2 separate regions of the Sus scrofa genome follow, and region 1 is linked to region 2. A link is a contact called in public HiChIP or PLAC-seq data. All regions are on one chromosome and are shown on one strand. The core of a region is the stretch at or near the end of the contact, and the rest is flanking DNA. Distances in the headings are between cores, read along the strand shown. Region 1 holds the start of LOC110256637 (SMC5-SMC6 complex localization factor protein 2). Region 2 holds the start of SCD (stearoyl-CoA desaturase).

What was found. HiChIP or PLAC-seq counts read pairs in DNA pulled down with a chosen protein or histone mark.
Region 1: an H3K27ac HiChIP or PLAC-seq map of alveolar macrophages shows a contact between it and region 2. The contact joins the promoter of LOC110256637 here to the promoter of SCD in region 2. A contact is called at or near these places in 1 of 47 Hi-C or Micro-C datasets (embryonic fibroblasts) and 2 of 2 datasets of contacts at active chromatin or transcription factors (alveolar macrophages and skeletal muscle).

Annotation. Positions count from the first base shown.
Region 1 is chr14:111,994,594-111,999,129 of Sscrofa11.1, reverse strand. LOC110256637 (SMC5-SMC6 complex localization factor protein 2) reads right to left here and starts at 2,348. Exons shown (of 20, transcript XM_021072667.1): 1 at 2,058-2,348. It also overlaps the pseudogene LOC110256638.
Region 2 is chr14:111,459,726-111,464,205 of Sscrofa11.1, reverse strand. It overlaps SCD (stearoyl-CoA desaturase), which reads right to left and starts at 2,398. Exons shown (of 6, transcript NM_213781.1): 1 at 2,196-2,398; 2 at 1,395-1,677. The coding sequence starts at 2,222.

The DNA.
Region 1 (4,536 bases), core at 1,099-3,598, 530 kb before region 2:
CTAGGCAAAAGGCAGAAAAGACCAAGTTCTAAGCTTCTACTATACTCTTTATATACTGCAGTTAGATGTTAATCTAAGTGACAGCAAAAATTGGAATGAGTAGTGTTTCAAAATTTTACTAAGAACTCATTTAAAAAACAAAGCATTGCATAGGAAAAACACAAAACACATAAAAGGAAGAAAATTAACAATAACAAAAACCAAATTGCTTTAATATTTAAGGACTGCTGCACCCTACAATAGACACAGTGAAACAGTACCATATTACCCAAATTTGTATCGTGATTTGTTTATGTATTTAAGAAGCTGTCAACTGCATAAAGAGGGATATTGTATGTAGAGCAAAATACCTTTCTGGCAAGTTTTGCTACAGTGTATTCATTTTACTGAAATAAAATAAGTGGTAGATGGGTTTCTCTAAACATTTAAACACTATGAGGTTGGAATGCTCAGAGAAAACTTGAACAATCCAAGTCCCTTGAAGGTTAAGCTTCTGCATCTTGTACACTTTACTGACCACATTAGTACAGCAATGCCCATCTTTAATGGTTTACCGAGAGTCCACAATGTTTGAGATGTAGGCAGAAAATCTAAGTAGCCATGAAATGAATGAGTGACCATCTAAGGAAGAATCTATGCATTTGTTTTCATAAAATGAATTCTATCAGACAAATTTAACTCTACCAGAGAGTAAAAGAAGAAATACTAGAGGTTCTGCAAAGGTGAGAAGGATGATGCCTTCAGCTATTGGTTAAGAAAAGAGATGAGAAAGGATTAAAAAACAGTTAATTAACTCGAAACAAGGTAATACTAAATGTTTTTACATTAACTACCAAAAGGAACACTGTACCTCTTCTTTTCAAGTAATACACCTGAGAGAAAACTGGCTTTGGGTAAAACATACAAGAAATCTGTAAAGTAACCATGAATGTATCTTTCAAGACAGAACAATCCCTTAAATTCATAGGCACAGAAAGATCCATTACTTACTTATAACTAGTTTAAAAAGTACTTGTTAACAGCACACAAACCCTTATCTGAAACTCTAGGGACCAAATGTGTTTAAAAATTTTGAATTTACTGGATTTTAGAAAGGTGGTGGATAGTATTATGTAAAGCCCCCAGGGGGGTCTGAGACTGTACCCTGTAAGCACACACATTAATATTCCCCAGCAAGACTTAAGAATACTCACACTTAATAGGAAAAAGACCATCTCTAGCTTTCCATTAGTTCTGGTCAGGTTTGGCTGCCAAGTTAGATGTGGCGCCAAACTTATCGAAAACTTTCGGTTTTCACGGTTTTCTGGCTTTTGGAATTAAGATAAGGGGTTGTGGACCTATACCACAATTATTATAAGATATATTTGTTGTTAAACTTACGCTACAAGCTTTTAAACTTAAAATAAAAAAGACAGTACCAAGTGCGTAGAGAATTTAAACACGTTTTATTGTCAGAGGATGTCATTTGATGAAACTCTCCATCTCATTACATAGCTCCCACAAAATCTTTACAAAAAAACCTGGCCTCTTGGAAAGGCGTAAAGTTCCTGAAGAAGAAAATATATCACATTCCAAATCTGCATGTTCTTTTAATTAAAACTTATCGTGTATACTAGACTATAAAGCAATTCGTGGAAGGGTTTCCCTCATCACATCTTACATAAGTTTACCCACAACGTAGAAAAGGCTTAAACGATTCAACCACTAGAAGCATTAGAACGGACAACGTACAGAAAACCACTTAAATATGCATTTAGCAGTCAGGGCCCCGGGTCCAGCTAAAGTAAAGGGCAAAAATCACGTTCTACCTAAGGCGGGTTGTCCATCGCCAGCCAGGCTGTGGTCACTAGACCGAGAACAGCGTCCCAACTACAGAAAAGGAGACTCGAACTCCCAGCAGCCACCGCGCGGAGGCGGGGCGAGGGGGTTGCCAGGCCCCGGACGCGGAGGCCTGAGCTCGCGGAGGATGGCGGGAACTGGAAGAGTGGCCGTCCGCAGTCCTCCCTCATACCCTTGCCCCCGCGACCCGGCCCCTTCTCAAGCCCTCTGCACGGTACCTGTCCCCAGGACTCTCTGTTCTCTTTCCCGCTGCAGCAGGGACGGTACTACCGGGTCTCAGATGGCAGCGCGGGGGCGACGACCCTGGGGCTGGGGATGAGGGGAAACCTGGCCTAGCGGGCATGCAGCGCCTTGTCATGTCGGCGCCGCTGGCGACGGCGGCATGAGCTGTGGCTGGAGCAGCTGGGTGCGTGGTTGCCGTCTTGCTGCTGGGTCTCGGGGAGGCTGTCGGAGCAGAGGTGGGCGGCACCCCCTTCTCTCTTCATGGCGGTTCTCTCTCTTCGGAAGTGACTCCGGTGTGAGCGGGAAGGAACCTGAGGACCAACAAGGGGCGGGTTTTACTTGAAGCGTCATATTCTGATTGGCTGGCACGGCGGTCAGTCCAGTAGTGGCGCAATAGAAAGCCTCAGCCTCTCAGGAGAAGGCGGGGCCTCAGGGAGGGGGTGGGGAGAAGAAAAACTGCCCCCCGTCACGTGCATGGGGGTAGTGGTGGGGGCGCCGCGGCGTCCGGGCTGTGTCCGCCCTGGCGGGCGCGCGGGGGCGGGAAGGCGCGGGCTGTCAAGGGCGCTGCGGCAGCTGGCGACACCCGTCTTGAGGAGAGCGAGGGACGAGGTTTGCAGACGTAAAGTGGAGCCCAGCAGCTGCCCTCGATCAGGATGGCCAACAGTTGGGCTTCCTGTGTCGTACAATTGTGCCTCAGAAATCCCCAGCTGTTCATTACATCGTCTAACATCTTAGGCCAAGTACCCTTATGCCGTCACCATTTCCTTGGTGGTCTGCACAGCCCAATCTGAAGACTTGCTCATTGTGTGAAGGTTCTTGTTAAGTGCTGGGGTGGCTCCTTTTCCTCTTTTTTTTTTTAAGAAGGAAAACAAACAAACAAATAAAAACCCACCTCATTGAAATAAAGACTGTTTTTATTCCACAAACGCATTTTGTTTTCAGTTGCTGAAATGAGTTATCCGTAAAGTCTCTGGAGCCAAATTCTTGAAGATTTTTGAAAGGAACACAGGGCCATCTTTCAATCACCCATGTTAAGTGATTGGTGAAAACTGCCAGCAATCTCCAATCCTCCTTTGTAAAGGGTTTGTGCTTTGGAGGCTCTTAGCCAGAGTTTTCCCTACAAACTGAGAGGCTGATCAAAGTATCTCTGAGCCTCAGTTTCCATGTCTATAAAGTGGGCATTCTGCTTTTCTGGGTAATTGTAAACCATAAAAATGATAAGCAATGCAAACTGCACAGCCCAGGGTCTCTCATGTAATAAGTATGGGGCAAATTAGTATTCCTTTTCCTTTGTTCTTTAGACACACTCTCACACTTTGAACTTACTACAAAAATCTTCCAGATAGGTCAGATAGTGTTATAATAACTATTAACCAAAATATCAGTCTCAAGGTTGTTCAAGTCTTAATTGTCAGGCCTGTTCAATCAGTTGGATGGAACACAATCTTAAATGACACAAAAGAATTTAGACACGTCTTTAAAGTTTATTGTACTGAGATTTAACTGCTTTGGTAGCTAAGCATGCTTGAATGACTGGCAGTTCACCTCCTCTCCTTCCCTGTTAGCCCTCAGGAGGAAGAATTAATGAGAAACAAAGTGGCTAACAGGGTGGCAAAGTGGTGGGAGGGAAGAAGGTAAAAGTGAACGGACAGGTTTCTCATTCACCCCCAAAGCATACATACAGACCTATATCCTGGGTTGTGGGGATGAAAAAAAGGAAGTACTGAAATAAGGGACATTTTTTTGCTCCTAATAACAGGTTTCTATACCTAGCATTGTTCCTTACATAAAAAAGAAAATAATAGAATATGTGTTGAATGAACAGTGACTTTTATATTTGTTTATTAAGGGCTTTTTACATGTAGTATTTCCAATCTTTTGTATTATTGCTTTCTGTCGGATGTTACTACACTAGCAAGTTCCTGTTTCTATAGCAGCACATCTACAAAACATTTACTCTGATTCGTTTCATTGCAAGTCCAGTCCATAAAAAAGAGTTATGCATAAAAACACGTTCTGCATGATCAATTAGTTGCTTTTCTTGGATTATAGTATTTGAATCATCCAGCCTCCAAGGTATTGCTTTAAAGTCTGTACGCATGCTACCAAACAATAGTTTTCAAATTTTCTTAATCTGAGCAACAGATTATGAAGTTAAGTGAGGCAAGAAATCCCTTGATCAATAAATGGAGATGGAGTCATAATGAAAACACAATTTAAAAAAATCTCTTCTTAACAGGGAAGTAGTTATCTAAATCCTTAATAAGCATTAAGGCTCTTCTTTGTTTAACTGTGTTTGAAAATAATACAGATTTGAATTGCAGGGCGAAATATGCTTAACATACGGACCAAAACTGCTGGGAGCTGCTAAGGCTCTTCCCCTACCCCCCAAATAGTGTTGGACAGTCTATTATGTGTTTATATCCTTTCTCTCACTTTGAATTTGTGTATACATATATACTGTGTGCACACACA
Region 2 (4,480 bases), core at 1,149-3,648:
GATCCGGCATTCCTGCAGCTGAGGCTTAGGTCTGATCCCCGGTCCGGCAACTCCACATGCTTCAGGGAGGCCAAAAGAGGAGCACTACCTTTCTAAGCTTAAAAAAAGTCCTGTTGTCCCCAGTTTGTGTCTGGGAAAATTGAGAGAGGGAATCTACCCAGATGCATTTCTCTGTCTGTGGCACCAAGAGGATCTGCCAAGACAAGGCTCCGCAGACCAGATCCACCCTCTTTAGATCAAAGAGGTCCTGGAGGACTTTGCTGAAACTTGGCCCACCAGTCCTTCTGTAGAACCACCCTCCAAGAGCATAGCTGCCAGCAAGGACCCAACATCCGACACTGCTCCAGAAACCATACCGTGGCTTTCTTAACAGGGAGTTCTGAACCCCACACCCATCACAGAGGGTAGCAGCATGGAGCTCCTGGATCTTTAGAGTTCCCTGCTCTCCTCTTCCCAAGTCAGACTCGAGGCAGGAGTGGCAATGCCTGCAGAGCGCATGTGTGTGAGGGGGCAGGGCTCCACTATCAGCCCAAGCCATGGATTCCTGAAAGAGCTGAGCTAAGGGCAGGTCAGGGACGCACGGGGGACTGTCTCCCTCACTGCAGCAGCCTGAGGGCCGGGGCTGCTCCAGAGTCTCTTTTCTGGCTTGGCTGTCCCCAGCAAGGAGGCACTCCTGGCATCAGGGGAGAGGGGCTGGAGCAGGATGGGTGGGGAATGGGGCAGGAAACGTTTCTTTAACCTTATTTCATTAGAACATTTTCTTGAGTGGCATGTGCAGTTCCCTGGAGACCCACGTGGAGTCACAGAGCAAGACATCCATGTAACATGAGTTATGCAGGAGCCGCCTTCCTCTGTCTGTGTAATTAAGGAGCCTGATAAGGCTAAGGATCAGGGCAAAATAATTTCATGGATGACCACAGCTCTCTTCCCCCTCTTCTGCTTAACCCTCTTCCTGAGTAGTTTCTCTTGCTACCCCGTGACTATACCCAGCATGTGCCCTCTAAAGTCACACTAGTCTAGCCCCATGTTCCCATGCATCCAGGTAAGGGCCTTGATTCTTTCTAGGCTGGCAGGGCTGGGACAAGCAGTCAAGAAAATGACTTGAAACAGAAAAGCTGACTCCCTGGCACAGATCTACTCACTTCAAAGCCTGTGGCCCATGGTCCCAGGGCTCCCTCTCCAACCCCCCCCCCAAATTAAAGGCCCCAGAATCGACACTCCTGCATCCCAAACCCCTAGACTCCCTTCCCAGCCCACCACAACACCTAAGAGAAATGGTTGGAAAAACCTCGGCCTGGAGGGGCTGGTGTTTCTACTCTGTGTAAGTTGCTACTGTATTAAAAGAGTGGAGAGAACCTGGGATACTGAGACAGGAGGACAAGGGGACCTCTTACCCCAGAGCAAGGTGTATATCTTGCAGGTGGGGATCAATATGATCCCATACAGGGCTCCCAAGTGTAGCAGACTCATGAGGATGATGTTTCTCCAAACATATTCAAGCTTGGGCCTTGGGCCCTCCTTATCCTGGTAGGTTGGGTCATAGATGTCATCTTTCATTTCAGGGCGGATGTCTTCTTCCACGTATTGGGGAGTCTTCTCCAACTTGCCCCCTCCATTCTGCAGGACCCTGGAGGAAGGTGCTGTGATGGTAGTGGTGGTTGTGTAGGAGCTAGAGATCTGAAAGAGAGTGGAAGTGCAGAGCTGGGAGAGAGGGGAGGACACGTGGAGACACTAGGGGCCACTTCACTCCCTGGTCTAGCTGGGGGAAGGGCGGGGTATAGGCACAGACCTGGCCCCAATACCCAGGTTACCTGAGGGCAAGGTCTATCCTAGATGGAAGAGACGCAAGTCCCCAGGAACTGTGCGGAGAAATTGGGGAGGAGGGTGAAACCTCAGGGGAAGGGGAAATAGAGGGGTAAAACACTCGCACCCCTTCAAACACACAAAGGAAAGCCCGCATGCCTACACACATCAGGGTACAGGTACCACCAGATTTTTCTTTGAAGCTTTAGGAAACAAAAGTTGGAGAACTAAGTTCCCAAATTACAATCCACATTCCCAACAAACTGAAGACTATACAACTCGAAAAAGGTGGCTGTCCTCGGCGATCTCAACTCTCTTCTACACCGAGTCACCTAGAAGCCCAACCAGCACCGGCGAGCCCGCGGTCTGGGGGCCATTACTTGGAAACTCACCTCCTCTTGCAGCAAGTGGGCCGGCATCTGGGCTCTCGGACGTTGGGATCACTTTCCCAGGGATGAGACTTCAGGGAGGAGTTCGTGGCAGACCGCACTGAGCGTAGACTAGTGCTGGAGCCGGCTCTTGCGCGGAGATCAGCGATGCTGCGCTCGGAACCCTTTGCTGCACGTTGGGTCGGTGTCTGCACCCGACCTGCTGTGCGCGGGTCTCCCCAGGCTGGGTATTTAAAGGCTAGAGCTGGCAGTGGGCGACCGTGTCCTGTATTTCCTCTGACCCCTTTTATTCGCTGCCAAGAAGGGGCAAAGTGCGCAGAGTTGGCTCACCGTGGGAGAACCGCATGGGCGGGAGAGGGGAGGAGACAGAGAGCCGGGGCTTACTGGGGGCCGGAGACGCAAAAACTGGATGCTGCAGACACTCCGCGGCTCGGTCTCCGCAGCCCCTGCCTCTGCCCCTGCCCCTGGGGAAATGCTAATGGGCTTCTGTAGACTCTGGCGCGTCATTGGCCGAAGGGAATTTGGTGCCACCTCGTCCTGCCGTTGCCATTGGCTCGGCGCAATCTGCTGTTCCCTCTGCCGCGAGCTCCTCACTCCCCCTCCCCTCCCTTTCTCCTCCTCAGCTTCTCTTCCACCGGCCGCTGGGCTTCTGCCCGGCGTCCTGCCTCCTCGGAGGCGCTCGAGAGCGTCTTCCCTGGAAGAGGAAGAGGACTCAGTAGGGGGGTGGGAGGTGGGTGCTAGCCCAGGACTGGCCCTGGGGCACTTCGCGAAAGGATGGGCACTAGGGAAGTTTCCGGGGAAAGTGTGGGTGAAGCCGCGCGGGCGACCGCTACGCACAACTCCACTCCCGCCTTCTAGCTCGCGGAGACGCGTGGGAGGGGGAGACGTGCCTTCAAACCCCGGGTTGGGGGCCGGGGGCCCGGCGAAGCCCCACCTCCCTCCGTGACGAACGCGCGTGCCGCAGGGGCTGAGGGTCGGCCGGCGGCGGAACAATGGCTCTGCGCCGCCCACTGGCGGCGGGGCGATAGATGCGTACTGCTGAACTCGCCGGTCTCCAGGCCGGCAGCGGTGTACACACACGTAGATGCATAGATAGATGTGTGGACCTGCACGCGCGCACGGCGTTCAGCTACTAGGCAAGCCCAGCAGGGGACGTTCGCCTCCAGGCGCCAGTGAGCGATCCCGTCCTTGTGCCCACGCCCCCCCCCACCCGCGAACGTGTGCGGGATGTTTTGGAAATTCTTCAGATTGTCGAGTTGTAATTTTGGAATGGCTTTCATGAGAAAAGGGAGGAAGCGCAGCGTGTGCCTTCATCCAGAAGCAGGCAAAAGGACTTGTAAGTGGGACAAAAATAGCTATCAGCTATAGAATTATTAGGCAAGTCAGTCCACAAGAATCATTTTACTTAATCATTAGTCGTGGGAGTTCCCGTTGTGGCGCAGCGGAGACGAATCCGACTAGGAACCATGAGGTCGAGGGTTCGATCCCTGGCCTCGCTCATTGGGTTAAGGATCTGGCATAGCCATGAGCTGTGGTGTAGGTCACAGATACAGTTCGGATCCAGTGTTGCTGTGGCTGTGGCATAGGCCAGCAGCTACAGTTCCTAGCCATGGGTGCAGGCTTAAAAAGACCAAAAAAAAAAAAAAAAAAAAAATTTCCCCTTAAGAGAACAGGCAAGCATATAATCGTCTACCATTTCTAGTCAACATTGTGCTAGAAATCCTAGGTTGCATGATGGACAGGAAAAAAGAAATGAAAGATATAAAGATAGGAAAAGAAGAAAGAAACTGTTATTATTTGCAGAAGACATAACTGTGTGTATGAAAAATGTACAGAATCTACCACCAAAAAAGTGCCAAAATTGGTAAGTGAATTTAGAAAGGTCAAGATAGAAACCAGTATAAAAAAATTATTCTGTCCTATATTCTATTAAAAAACAATTGCAGAATGAAATTTAAAATATACTGTTTAAAATAGCATCAAAAATGGAGTTCTCCTTGTGGCTCAGCGGGTTAAGAACTTGACTAGTGTCCACGAGGTTGTGGGTTACATGCTGGCCTTGCTCAGTGGGTTAAGGATCTGGCATTGTCACGAGCTCCGGCGTACATCACAGATGCGGTCCAGACCTGGCGTTGCTATGGTGGTGGTATAGGCTGGTAGCTTTGGCTCTGATTCGACCCCTGGCCCAGGAACTTCATGTGCCACAGGTGCGGCCCTAAAAAAACAAAAATTAAAAGAACATCAAAAATGTCACAAAGAATAAATCTAAATGTTTATAGGATAGCTAC